Regions from separate parts of the Gossypium hirsutum genome. Here region 2 is linked to region 1. The links are chromatin contacts, called in public Hi-C maps. All regions are on one chromosome and are shown on one strand. The core of a region is the stretch at or near the end of the contact, and the rest is flanking DNA. Distances in the headings are between cores, read along the strand shown. Region 1 holds the start of LOC107952222. Region 2 has its middle 4.7 kb from the start of LOC107951143.

Region 1 (3,922 bases), core at 405-2,904:
TTTAAATACAAATATTCAATTTTTAGTGTTTGGATCCATAAATCATGTGTAAAAGAAATTTGTATAGTATGCAATTTTTTGAACTAACATTCTATCTTAATAAATAATAACATCAAAATATTCTTATTATATATATATGTGACATTCATATTGTCCAACACCCACATCACATTAACAATTGAATAATACTCTTCAGTAGAATCAATAAAACCATAATTATGAGAGGAGTTTGGGAGCCTCTTGTAGTTTACCAAAACTATCCATTCAAACCCAAACTCTAGAATTTAAAAACTCTACACAATAGCTTAGTAATGTCCATCCTAACTCGGACATGGATATATCCTCCCCAACCCTCTTTTTCTATCCTTCTAGTCAATAGCCAGAACCTCAACTATAGACCCCCAAGTTGAAGGGCTAGGCTCGATTCATCCAAGTAAGAGGAACATTTAGAACCGCACCCAAAAAAATACCTTAGACAAATCATAGTTGGCATGAGGGCAACCATCAATACACTCCGCCAATCGCAAAATAGAGATTTATTGAAGCTCTACCGACCTGGCTCAAAGATTTTCCTCCTATCTTCAATAGAACCAAACTTGATCAATACTAATGTGGAAGGCAAAGAAGAAAATTGTACCTTTGTTGTAGTATACCATACATTCTGAAAGACTCGAAAGAAGGCTTCCTTATTGAAGCAACTTTCAGAAACCAAAGTACCTACCACCCAAGCCTCTAGGCCAGTATGTATCAAATCCTCTTTGTCTGTTATCGACAACCCCTGCCCTTTTTCTTCAGTGAATTTCATCTTCTTCAAAAGAGCATTAATCTCGATAATTGTAAATGCAAGATAAACTAAAGAGAAACTCAAACTCAGAATTCACAAGAAAGCAGATACGTTAATTTGTACGAATGGAGAAGAATTTGACAACAAAACTTCTAATTTGCCAAAAACACTTATTGCACCTGTTTGGACAAACCCTAAATCTACACTCAGCTTTGGCCCAATCGTGCTCCCAGTTAAGCTCGCAATAGTGTAGGCTCTTTCGACCCCTTACTCCCTAATTTCGAATAAGAGTCTAAAAAAAGAATGGACTTTTGTGAAACAAGAACCAACATGAAACCCTGTCGACCACCGCACGTTGGTGTGACAACAATGACCGCTTGACTAATGTTGCCAACACCTTATACTGCCTCGCCGTCGTGAAATATGGCTAAAAATAGCCTTTATCTGCACTAATATACTTCAAATTTTATGTTTTTAAAACTATTTATTTAACTTTTTATGACTCTAATATACCTATTTATATCTATATGACATATTTTTATTTGTTTATTTTTAATATAATAATTAAATTTTAAATAGTAAAATTTCAAAAGAAACATAAATTTATCTAAAAACAATTATTTATCAAAAAAAATATAATTACTATTTTAAATTGATAAACTTTTTTACCAACATATAAAGTTAACTTTTTTATTTTTATTTTTTACCAACAAATTAAAGTTCACACTTTTTTTATATTACTTAATCCAAAAAGAAAAAATTATTTTTTAAAGTTAAATTCATTAATTCACTCAATTAACTTAATTATACAATTCATTAAAAATTAAAATTACATTTTTTATATTATTTAATAATAAAAAAACAAAGTTAACATTTTTAAAATGAACAAAAATTTAAAAAATCAGCAGGAAAGCAATCGGCAGAAACATCCAACTCCAGGCCAGGATCTGAAATCGTTGTCAACCTCCATCTTTCTCACTTGTCACCCTTCCCAAAATCCCCAGCCTTTTCAACTTCCCACTCTTTCTTTCAACTCTCGGAACCAACAAAGAGGAAAGGCGGGCGCCATACTCCTCACTCATCTGCTAATGTTTGCGGCTGCAACCACCCAACCATGATCTGCCTTTACCTTTCTCAACCCTATTCCGCTTCTTTATTTTCTTTAAACCCTTCACTCATACCCTCTTCAATACCCAAATTTAAACCTGCTTTTCATTGCTTTCCTAAAATCCACAAAAAGGTGAATTTTTTTTCTTTTTTTTATATTCTCTAGTTATTTTCTTTTTCTTTTTTTTTTTTGGTTGTTGATTATGGATTTTTACAGAAGAAGAAGATTAATAGAGGAATATGCAGAGCGGAGTTTTCACCGGATGCTCCCCTTGCGGCTGCAATCGGCGCCTGTATGCTGAGTTCACTACTTCTTCCTGCCGCCGATACAGGGGAAGTAGATGGTGGTAGTTCGATTATTGATGCAGGGGATACGAGGTTTGCGGCTATGGGAATTATTAGTTTTATCCCTTACTTCAATTGGCTGGTTAGACATTGAAATTCTCACTTTTTTTTTTTTTTGAAGAGGGAAGTGGGGTTTCGTTTTAAATTGCTAACTTTTCTTTTTGGTCTATGATTTGATAGAGCTGGGTTTTTGCTTGGCTTGATTCTGGAAAGCGGCGCTACGCCGTGTATTCTGTTGTATACTTGGTTCCTTACCTCAGGTATCACTTTTACGGAGTACCACATTGGAATGAATATCCAAATTATTCTATCTTTAAAATGCTTATCTTGCTTTAGTTTGAGAGCTGCAATGATGTCAAACCTTGGGTCTAATGGAGGCAGTGCAAAGTCCATTGACTTCAACGTTTCATCTACATAAACTTAGACTTTGTTAGAAATGATTTTGGGTGCGATAATAATAGCATTGAGCTGAAATATGTAAGTGCAAGGGTCTACGTTGGGACTTGGTAGTCTCCTTTTATCTTCATGAAATGAGATAAGAGGTTAGGATTGTTTCCGAGTCCCTTTCCCAGGAGCGACTGCCTTGCCTTTCTCGGGAACTTATCTGGGTGATGATTGTTATGGTTTAATCATGTTTTGACAGTAAAATCATGTTCATCAGTCTTTGTCTACCTCTGCAAAGGACAATGAACTGGAATGCTTGTAAGTTGTTACCGGATTACTTGTTATGCCTCTTTCTGTGAGTTTCAAGTTTTAATTTCTAAACTCAAACAAGGCAATCTAACTTCTTTTTATCTGTTCATACAAAGTTATAAGTTATAACCTTTTTCAAGCTTTGAGAACAATTATTTTTGTTTTGTTTAATCAGTGCATGCCTCCTCTTAATGGTTTTATTTAGGTGCTTGTTGGTATTGCTTCGAGCTTTAGCTTATTTAAGAACCCATTTTTGTTATATTCATAATGACAACCATCCTTGATTATAACGTGAGATCTTCCTTTAAACCATTAGTCTATGTCAACTAGATATGCTGCTAACATTGTATTTGTGAGGCAAAATGAGATCGTAAACTGAAACAATGACGTACTTTTGTGCTTTCCTCAATTTGATTATGCAGTTCTTTTTTTCACTGATTTAACAGGTCAAATTTCTCTCTTTCCCCAGAAGATAGCTGGCTTCCTATTGCTAGCATACTATTTTGCATTGTTCATGTTCAGGTACAAAATTTATAAAGATCATTACATGGTGATGTTATAAATATGTCATGGTATCTCTTAACTTCTGCATTAAAGTCTTGTCCAATGATGGCTTTTTTATATCAATGATTTGTGCTTCTGTTATGTAATATGGAGCCTCTAAACATATCTGTTGTTTTAGTGTTGATTGGTTATGACTAACTACGCTACTTTTGAGTATATACTGAAAGTTGGGCATAAATGTATAGCATTGTTACTTACATTGCTCACGGTTGCAGCTGGAAGCAAGCATAAGAAATGGCGATCTTCAAGGCTTTCAAATTTTTAGTGAGGCTGCTAAGCATCTTTCATCAAGGAGTAGAGAGGAAGATGAACATTTCAAAGGGTATAATGAACCCAAGGTATCAGGGACTTAAACCGTTTGAGAATTGTTTTGACCCGTTTGAATTTCTGCTTTTATATCTGATACCAGTTTTGTACTTAATGTCACGT
Region 2 (3,922 bases), core at 388-2,887, 400 kb before region 1:
CTAAACCTTTATTTAAAAAAGACTATTGTTTTTAACATATTAAATTTAAATGTATACTTGTTGCATAGATGACTTGAATTTAATATGTCAAATAAAAGACGTAGTATACTTCAAATAAATTTAGGAGGATTTTTTTTTTATGTTTTAAATATGCTCTACATCATTATCCAAATTAACATTTAATGCTCAAGTTGGTCAAATAATTTGATTGATAAAGTAATGATACTTTGAAGACTTAATTAGAATAGTTTAAAGCTTGAAGACTATATTTACATCTGGATTATAGTTTGGGAATATCAATGTAATAATCCCTTATTGAAAACAAAACTAACATTTTTAATTAGGTTAAAATTCGTTATACGTTCATATACTCTTTGCAAATTTGAAATTTTTTTTTTATCTTGAGTAGACTTGTTAATGGATTGGGTGGTCTGCCGTCATAAGTTTGGGCAAAATTTTTTGTCTTCGATAAGTAATTTTTAAAAGATTTTTATTTAAATTTAATTATAAAAATATATAATATTAATATAAAATTATAGATTTTAAATATTTTATTTTTTAAATAGTGAAATGAGTTATTTGAGCATGTTAGATTGAACTAGATTCAAAATTTAAAAATTTTCTAAATCAAGTCGCAACTTAACCTAATTCAACCCATAAATATTTCTAATCTTAAATCCCGTTGTTACTCCTGGCTTCTCCCCTTGAAATATTTGCAGAAATTGGTGTTTGTTTTGAATTGCGAAAGGGGTTTTTAAATTAATTGGAAAAGGTTTGAAATTTGAAACTAAAGCTATCTTTTTCTCTTGAAGTGTAAAAAATTAAAATATAATACGTGTTTTTGGGCAAAACAAATATAAGTTTAAGGAACAATAAAGAAAAAAAATTGGGCTTGAATCTAATTGGGTGAAGCTTTTAGAAAAAAATTATAAGATTTTTTGGAAAAATAATATAGAAATAATAAATAAATAGAGTTAATTGCACTAAACATCTTAAAATTGTGACATTTATTCTAAATTAGTCCCTAAACTTTAAAACATTCTATTACATTCCCAAACTATCGATGTTATATTAATCAGGTTCTTCTATTATCAAAACCATTAAATGACATATCAAATCTTATGTTACATAATTTAAAATAAATTTTTTAAAGAAAAGTAAAATGTTACCATATAATATTTAAAAGTTAAAACTAAAAATAAAGTAAAACTAAAAAAAAAAATGCCAGAGAGTGAATAGTTAAAATTTTGTAAAAGTTTCGAAAACCTTAAAACTGAGATATTTACAACATCCATTTTTACAATAGTCATTTTTTTTCCTTTAAATTTTTTATTTTAAACTATACCACATAGGACTTGAGATCTCAATTGATGGTTAAATTAATGATTTTAATAATTGAATGCTCTTATTCATATAACCTCAATAATTTGAAGATATATTTAGAATGCTTTAAAGTTTGAGGACCAATTTAAAATAAATGTTATAATTTTAGGATGTATAGTGAAATTAACTCATAAATAGATAAGGATGGAATTGGGCTTCAATCTAATTGGATCTAAGGAGTGAATTGTATTTTATTTAATGGGCTAATCCAAGTTTAAAATTGGGCTGAACCAAACTTCTTGAAAACATATATGTTAGCATACAAACACAATACTCCAAAGCCTATACATATTGCACACAGAAGAATGGGATTCCATTACATTACACCAACATAATCAATTATTTGGCTTTGTTTTCAGCCTTTCGTTTAATTTTTAATTTTTTATTTTTTAATTCTTAAATTTGTATTTTTTTTCAAATCATCTCAAAATTGATGGAAAAGTTAACCTTTATTAACATGACATACATGTGGCCTGCCACTTGAATGACATGTAAGCATTTAATTAATTTTTTAAAATTTAAAAAATATATATATTTTTTATACTTTTTTAAATAATTTTAATAATTTTTAATCTTTTTAAAAATAATTCTTATATATTTTTTGAATTTTTAAAATTTTAAAAAATTAATTAAATGCTGACATGTCCTCCACATGGAAATCTATGTGTATGCCATGTCAGTAAAGTTAAAAACGCTGACTTTTCTATCTATTTTAGAGTGATTTGGAATAAAAGTAAATTCAATGTCTAAAAAAGATAAAAAATTAAATAAAAGACTAAAATAATATATTTTTTTTAATTGGAAGGAAAAAAATTATTATGCAAAAAAGAAAAGAAAAGAACAGCAATTTGATCAAGGTTGCACCACATTGCATGGCTTGAAATTAGATTCTTTGGTTTTGCTTTGGAAATGCAAAAAGATATGTAGAGCATATGCCAGGGGAGTTACATAAGCTGACAATGATGCATGTACTAGATTTGTAGCTAGATTATGGAATAGAATCTAAGGTTTTTTTTTATTAAAATAACTTAAAAATTTAATTAATTATTAAAATGACTTATTTTTTTAATTAAATATGAAAATAACTTAAAATTTACAGTAAAAATTAGTGGAGTCAAATCATTTGGCTCCACTAAAATGCCACGTCAACTTCCATGTAAAAAAATTAATTTTTTTGATAGAGCCATTTAGAATTGCGCCACCAGCCTGACAGCCACCTTGTTATTTTTTTTACATTGTTTTTTTATTACTTTTTTTACTTTTGTCATTTTCTTTTACTTTTTTTAAGTTTTGTCTTTATTTTTTTATTATTAATTTTAAAAAATTTGAAATGCATATTTGAAATATTTTATAATATATAGTTTTAAAATTTTAAATATATATATTTGAAATTATTTTTCTAAATTTTAAATATTATTTTTTAATAATATAAAACATTTAAATTTTTTAAAGATATGACCTTTCATATTTATTATTAGTTTTATAATATTTTAAATGTATATTTTAATTTGTTTTATAATTTTTTTAATTATGATTTTTAAATTATTTTTAAACATATTGAAACCTTTTTTAAAAAAATGTTTGAATATCTTTAAAATTAATTTTAAAATTAATAATTTATAAAAATTTTATATTTAAAATTTAAAAATATTTAAAATATATATTTAAAAAATTATAAAATAAATTAAAAAAAGTATAAAACAAATTAAAATTTACATTTAAAATATTATAAAACTAATAATAAATTTGAAAGGACATATCTTTAAAATATTTAAATGTTTTATATTATTAAAAAATATATTTAATATTTAAAAATAATTTTTAAAATTTTTAAAAATAAATTAAAAATAAATTTTTAAAATTTAGAAAAAAAATTTCAAATATATATATTTAAAATTTAAAAATATATATTATAAAATATTTCAAATATACATTTCAAGTTTTTAAAATTAATAATAAATAAAATAAATAAATAAAGATAAAGACAAAACTTAAAAAAAAAGTAAAAAAAAATAACAAAGTGAGGTTTGTAACAGGGTGGCTGTCATGCTGGTGGCACCAAATTAATTGGCTCTACCAAAAAATGATAAATTTTTTTTAAAGTCGCCCATATTTGCAAAAATTGTAGTATTTATCTGGTATTTATACAAGTGGCGCCATTCTACATGACTCTACTAAAAAATAAATTTTTTTATAGAAGTTGACGTGGCATGTTGGTGGCGCTAAATCATTTGGCTTTACCAATTTTTACTGCAGATTTCAAGTTATTTTTGTGTTTAATAAAAAAAAGGTCATTTTAATAATTAATTAAATTTTTTAGATTATTTTAATAAAAAAGCCCAAAAAATGAAAAACTTTGGGCTTAAATTCATACAGCTGACTGTAACATGACACAATGGGTAGTCCATATATGATTAATTACGCTCAGTTAAAAAGGGTAACCCATGGCGTCAATGCTGATGCTGACTTAACTGCATAATAGCAAACATGAGAGAGAGAGAGAGAGAGAGAGAGAGTCAGACAACTAAAGGCATTTCAG

The links. Hi-C and Micro-C count contacts between places; a contact is called where the count stands out from the background.
Region 2: a contact with region 1 is called in a Hi-C map of leaf, with 5 times the contacts expected there. The contact joins the enhancer-like site here to the promoter of LOC107952222 in region 1. A contact is called at or near these places in 5 of 34 Hi-C or Micro-C datasets (callus and leaf).

What each region holds. Positions count from the first base shown.
Region 1 is chrA02:44,254,372-44,258,293 of Gossypium_hirsutum_v2.1, reverse strand. It overlaps LOC107952222, which reads left to right and starts at 1,654. Exons shown (of 6, transcript XM_016887494.2): 1 at 1,654-2,024; 2 at 2,109-2,318; 3 at 2,417-2,496; 4 at 3,376-3,451; 5 at 3,709-3,831. The coding sequence starts at 1,899.
Region 2 is chrA02:44,654,031-44,657,952 of Gossypium_hirsutum_v2.1, reverse strand. No RefSeq gene overlaps it. Among protein-coding and RNA genes, the nearest start is that of LOC107951143, 4.7 kb to the right of the region's middle. Within about 2 kb of position 1,637, at least 3 of the 9 cell types and tissues checked have an H3K27ac peak or open chromatin away from gene starts, as enhancers often do. A contact at or near this core is called in leaf, where this site is marked.